Linked DNA regions of Xenopus tropicalis: region 2 is linked to region 1. Evidence: chromatin contacts called from public Hi-C data. All regions are on one chromosome and are shown on one strand. The core of a region is the stretch at or near the end of the contact, and the rest is flanking DNA. Distances in the headings are between cores, read along the strand shown.

Region 1 (3,267 bases), core at 321-2,820:
GAATAATTAACAGGTTTACCCCCCCCCCCACCACACACAAACACTATTACAAAACGCAGTGCATATTTTATCACCATACAGTAAAGTTGCCTTTTATTTAACATTATTTTGCTGAAACAGTATTGCCTTGCTGGCACTGCAGTCAACTGGGTTTGGGGGAAAAAAAAAAATGTGTGTGAGGTTCAGAAAGTATCCACAAATAATCTTTTAAAAGGACCTTTTGTGCAAATGTCAAAACGCAACCCAACACAAGAAAAGTTTCCTTTCATATGAAAAACAAGTACATATCTAAGAAGGTGAAAACCATAAACATCAGATGGCCTAGATTCCAAGACAGAAAATATACACTCCCTCCCAGCTGTTGTTGGACAAATCCAAGTTAGTCATTAATGGACAGCACAATAACCTACCTACAAGTATTAAGTGCTGTAAAAAATTATACAATTCCAATCAGCAATCTTTACAAATATTGAGGAGAAAAACAAACTGATTGTAATTCCAAGCCTTATCCACTTAAACCAGATTGCTAACAAGGGTTATATGGTAGATGCAGAGATTTCATATAAATATTGCAGAGGGATGTATGTACCTAATCTGATTGTGAGAAACTGGAGACAAAACAGAAAAGGCTTTACAGACTCCTTTCAGCTCTGGGATAATCATTTAATTCATGTAACCAGTTCTCTACCAGAGGCACAAACAGACGCAGCCTGTTCTTCCCATTCTGTACAGTATCAGATCCCATTCGATTAATAATGCTTAATGGCTTAGCGGGTAATCTCCCCAAAAATGGAAATAATCAGCCTTTCAAAATCCCCTAAAAAATCCTAATGCCTTCTCTATGTAAAGCCACACTTGAATCGAAAGAACTGGCACAACCACCACCTTTACAGAGGCATCCTCTAACTGTGCCAGGAAGGGAATGAAAAGGCAGTGGGTGGAGTGGAGCCATTAGAACTAAAGGATATCCTGAGAGACAAATGGGAAGTTAACCATTCCCCTACCAAGGTAGCAAGGCGCAAGATTCATCAACCTGGGCTAATTACGCAGTCCTAATAAAACGTCATTTTAACCATGCACAGCATCCCTGAGGGATCTTGGTCGCAGCAATGTCAGTCTCTCCAAGCTCCCGCAGCAGGACGGGCCAAGGCGCAGGCTCTCTCTGGATTAAAACGCCTTTGCCCCCCAACAGGACATAGGTTAGACAACAATCCATTCCCATTCTCCGCAGGTATACAGTAGGGTTCCGAAATTCCCTGCTTAAAATGTAGAAGCAGCATTTAAACAAATCAGAAAAATAGCTCGTAACGCAGCCCAGCCTACATTTATCAACCTTACAGGTTCCATTGGTTTGTACCGAAGCAGTGATTAATCAAAGGGGAACCTGACTAATAAAAGGCTTACCTCAATATAACCGGCTAGTGCTGGAACTAATATCACAGCTATCACAGCGAACAGCGTAGGTGGGGTCCCCATATCAATGTCTCCCACGCCCGATAACTCCTCTCGCCACAGCTTCCACTACCAGACTGAAGAACCTTACCCAACCGCATCGAAAGCTCTAAGCGCATCCGGAATTGACGTCACCAAATCCAGGTGCCGCCCAGAACCACGCCCGTTCACCCAGAAAGTAAACACACGCCCACAGCGCTGCGGATCCTGGCATCCACTGTTCAGCCAATGGGAGAAGAGGCTATGCCTCCACGCTCATCGCCCACCCCAATAGAAGGTAATTTAGCTATTTGTCCATCTTATTTGGCCCCGCCCCTTCAGTTGCGGCGCTTATGTCTAGGTATTTGGGGTTGCTCATTTATCAATGGAATGTTACGCCCCTATGTCCATGTTTGGACAAGTCAACAAAGGCTGCTCAGTGAAACCCACTTCGTTGTTTGGAGAGGTCAGCTGCTGTAGGGAGGGTTGCCTGAAATCCTAGTTTCTTACCCTTGCAGTGGACTTTTCGTTTTTCTATCTGGGACAAGGCTTTGTTTTCTATCTGAGAAGGCTATTTTGCAATTTATATACATACACAAACACACGCAAACAACGTATTTAACAAGAATTTATGGAGTTCTTATTATGTTTCCAAACCTGAACCCACACCCAATCTGCAAAATGTTGCAATTGTAGAACACATATCCAAGCCATACCCATGTCTTTCCACTCTGTACACTACCTTAGGTTCCAAGACAGGAAAACTTTGGGAGCAGGGGAAGAGTTTACTTTTCCCAGTCTGACCCACACCCAACCCAAACCCACAATGGTTGCCCAAATGTGTACTCTAATCCACCTGACCTAAGGGTAAACCTGCACGTTACTACAAAACAAGTTTAGTCTTTGCTGTCATGCTTTGACAGATATTCAAACTTGTTTACAAAAATGGTTGCAGCCATGAAAATCAAAATAAATAGACACTAAACAATGGGGTTCAGTGTCCAACAATAGGTCTTTCTCTGTGCAGTTCCTGGGTGCATCTGAATTTCTGTTTTGGATTGATCTGCTGGTCCTGACTATGCTGATTGCTGCCTGTCTTGACCTTTTGCCTAAATGAAACTTTGAGCTGTTAACTGCTTGGATATTGTGTATTGGACTTTCTAAACTCAGCTTCCTCCTTGGTCCAGACTTCAACCATAGGCCATTGGACCTTGATACAAACACAGCACAAAGTCCCGGGTCAAGGGCGGCTCAAATTTAGAGGCGGCATGCTGTCCAGCTGCACTTGATCTTTGCTGGAGATTCCTGCACATCCTGTCCCCAGTGCTCTGTGTGCAAGATAAATGGATGCACATGTGTGCGATCTTTGGGTGGGGCAGAGGGGGTGAGAAATGTCATGCCTCTAACAGTGCTAAATGGACAAAGAAGGTGTTTGTCCTTTTATCTTCTCTTTAAAGGAACAATAACATCAAAAAATTCAAGTGTATAAAAGAAATTCCAATATAATGGACTGCTGGCCTGCACTGGTACAACTGGGGTGTTTGCCTCAGAAACACTACTATAGTTTCTATAACAAATGCAGCTGTGTAGCCATGGGGGCAGCCATTCAAAGGAGAAAAGGCACAGGTTATATTGCAGATAACAGATAAAACACTATTGTATTCTACAGAGCTTATCCGTTATCTGCTATGTAACCTGTGCCTTTTCTCCTTTTTTCCAGCTTGAATGGCTGCCCCCGGGGCTACACAGCAGCCTATTATATATAAACCATAGTAGTGTTACTGTAGCAAACACACAACTTTTACCAGTGCAGGCTAACAGTACATTATATTTCAT
Region 2 (3,267 bases), core at 266-2,765, 59 kb before region 1:
GTTCATTATCATCAGCTAAGGTCTCAAAATACACATCCACATCATCAGCAGGAGCTGGAGTTTGTGCCACTGAATGAAGCAAAGATTATATCACTAACTTCCTTAAGGAAAGCAATTTCAGGTGGTAAATTGGCTGTGAAACTGGTGAAAATGTTATTTCAAATAGCAAAACCCGGCCCGCAAATTACAAAATTATTTTCAAAGGTATACATTTAAGATTAAGCATTCAGGTCATCCCAAGTAGTTTCCTGGCTAAGCATAGCAATCATGACATGCATGTTACATTACATTACAAGACAGAAAGCAACATTCTAGAAGCAGATCTTTTGGGGAAACACACTACTAGAGTACAAATACTAATTTTGTGATTTGCTTAGCGATTTGCAAGGAAAGCTCTGAACATGTTGCCAGAGATACATAGGAAATCCATCATGACCAGCATGTGGAAGAGATTCAGCATTTATTAAAATCCCAGTTGCTATTTGCATGTGCTTCTTACTCAAGAGAATGAAGGAGGGAGTGAAGGAATAAGTGTTATATAAATAGTTAAACTCTGCACAGGATTCTTATAAGGGCTCTAGCACACGGGGAAATTAGTCGCCCGCGACAAATCTCCCTGTTAGCGGGCGACTAATCTCCCCGAATTGCCATCCCACGAAGTTGCCTTGCGAGGCATTTTCGGCGATTTGCCGAAATCGCGCCGTCGCGTGTGCCATCCCACCGGCGACTTACATTTTCGCCAGTGGGATGGCAATTCGGGGAAATTAGTCGCCCGCGAACAGGGAGATTTGTCGCGGGTGACTAATCTCCCTGTGTGCCAGAGCCCTAAGCAGATTTATTTATAACAAAACAACAAAAAAAACCCCATAAATGTAATACATCATTAAAAAGATAGGTACCACCTGTAGTAGGTGTTCTTAAAACCAATTTGTGTTACCAGTGGTAAAACAGTATATAAAAATATAGAAACTGTAGTTTAATAAAAAGGATAAAGATTGTGACCAGATCACGTCAGTACATATTAGGGAGAATGTTGTGTTAGGGTAATAGCAGGCAACAAATATCCCTGAGACGCTTTTCCACTGGCAATAAAGTCAACTGTCTACGCAAAACCTACCTGGTGCTTCATTTTTTCTTAGCTGCCCTAAGTTGCCTCGCAAAGAAACTTGAAAAACCAAGCACTGCATATATTTTACCACAGGCAATTCACTTTATTGCTGGTGATAAAGCATTTCAGGGTGATATGTCGCCAGCAGCAGCCCAGATGTAACTGCAGCCAACAAATCTCCCTGTGTGCAACTGCACTTAGAGATCACAATGAATGATTTCATATAAAGCATCAGGTTGCCACAGCTGCAGAAAACTTCTAGCAGTACATACATTGCATGGGCACCTATTAGATTACTCTAACATGCCTTTGAAACTATGCACCATCGTGCTACATTTCTACAGTATAGGGTTCCCTTTCATCTATGTTGTACTGCATGTTAAACAGCAACACACTGCCTGACAAGATCAAAAAGATCAGGCACTGAAAGGGGAAACAACATAGTTATGGAAATGGTCCGCTTACACCCAATTCTTCTTTTTACATTCAGTAAAACATACTATCCATTTTCACAAAGCCTTGCTGAAATAAATAAGGCAGCTTATTAAAACATCCCTTTAAGTGCTGACATAGTAATCTGTGTAGAGTGGTATGTATGCCAAGTTGTTTAGTAATCTGTGTAGGTTGGCATTAAGTATGTTTAAATTAAAAAATGTATTGATTAAGTTGTAAATGGATATACATAAAGCACAGCTGCAAAAAAAAACAGTATTCATTGTAACCAACTGCTAATTAAACACACAAATGTGCATTTCATACAAATGTGGGTTTAAAGTTTTAAAGGGATAATTAAGCACAAGAGCGAACAAATGCTTTTAAACTTAATGTTGCCATGTGATTACATTGTGTCTTCTAATTTATAAATTGTGGTCTGATATTATTTAGTAGGGATGCACCAAATCCACTTTTTTGAGATTCTTCTTTTCTTTGTAAAGGATTCGGATGAATACTGAACCAAATCCTAATTAGCGTATGCTAATTAGGTTTCGCACTCTAAAAAAATTTGCAACTTCTTTTTTTACATGACAAAAAGTCACGATTGTTTAAAGATCTGGTTCAGCCAGGAACGTGGATTCGGCCAAATTTAAAGCCTGCCGAAAAAGGCTGAATCCCAAATAATAATTCTTATATTTTTAATTCTGTTCCTTTGGACTGAAATCATAAACTGCTCTGCACCTCACTACTATCTCTTCAGCAGTGTTTCTATACTCCATTAATGGCTGACACCTCCACAACCTAACTCTTGGAACACTGGCATACAACTGCCTTAACAGTAAATTGCAGCATTTATTACCCTCTAAATTACCCAGTCACTTAGATTGTATGCTTTACAGGTCAGGAACGTCTTTCTGAATTAAACAATTAAAGAAACATCTTAACTTGCAAAACAGTTGCAACCGTTTCACTTACAGCATTTTCCAATTCTAGTAACTAGAGCCTAGATATTAAGCATTAATTAAGCATTATTAAGCTAAGTATTAACAAGTAAAGTTCCTTTCCACAGTAGCAATGTATTCTGTATAGTTATGGTCTGTTACTATATTTTCCATAATTCCCATTCTTGTAACTTAGTGACTGTAACAAAACCATATAATTTGTTTCAAATTGGGAGATGGCCATAAGGTAGTTTGAAGATTTCTGGATAACTTTTTTATGAATAAGAAGCCCCATACCTGCATTATAATACATTTATAGAACATATCTATATAACATTCTAGCTGGGATGGACCATCCCAAATGCTAAAGTTCAAACCACCTAAAGCAACCAATGTGTTGGCAGCACTTACTGGTCAGTGGTTTGAAAGGCACAAAGTTTTGAACCTATGCAAACTTTGTGCCTTATTGCATATATATCTTTAGATAAATACCTTTCGTATTAAAGAGTAGGTAGTATAAAAACAAATTATATAAAAGATACATACTTTTTCTAACGTCTAATGTCATTACATTGTTAACCTTTCAAAGCACCAATGACAAGTTATTAGGACTATCTGTGTATGAGGAAATGTATGACAATTCTATCACACTGAACTTCCACCAATATATTCACAGCTCTGAACCATGCTGCACAGAAAGCTACATTAAGTCCCACAGTTGCCATAACAGCCTTGACCCCAAACCATTACAAAAGGCCATAATAAACACTAAACCTATGCAAA

What was found. A called contact is a pair of places that touch in the nucleus more often than the background predicts.
Region 2: a contact with region 1 is called in a Hi-C map of gastrula embryo, with 1.6 times the contacts expected there. The contact joins the enhancer-like site here to the promoter of aplp2 in region 1. A contact is called at or near these places in 3 of 5 Hi-C or Micro-C datasets (brain, gastrula embryo and neurula embryo).

The regions. Positions count from the first base shown.
Region 1 is chr7:73,235,060-73,238,326 of UCB_Xtro_10.0, reverse strand. aplp2 (amyloid-like protein 2) reads right to left here and starts at 1,570. Exons shown (of 17, transcript XM_018095937.2): 1 at 1,405-1,570. The coding sequence starts at 1,476.
Region 2 is chr7:73,293,634-73,296,900 of UCB_Xtro_10.0, reverse strand. aplp2 (amyloid-like protein 2) reads right to left here. Exons shown (of 17, transcript XM_018095937.2): 8 at 1-69. Among named protein-coding and RNA genes, the nearest start is that of panx3, 39 kb to the left of the region's middle. Within about 2 kb of position 1,515, at least 2 of the 11 cell types and tissues checked have an H3K27ac peak or open chromatin away from gene starts, as enhancers often do. A contact at or near this core is called in gastrula embryo, where this site is marked.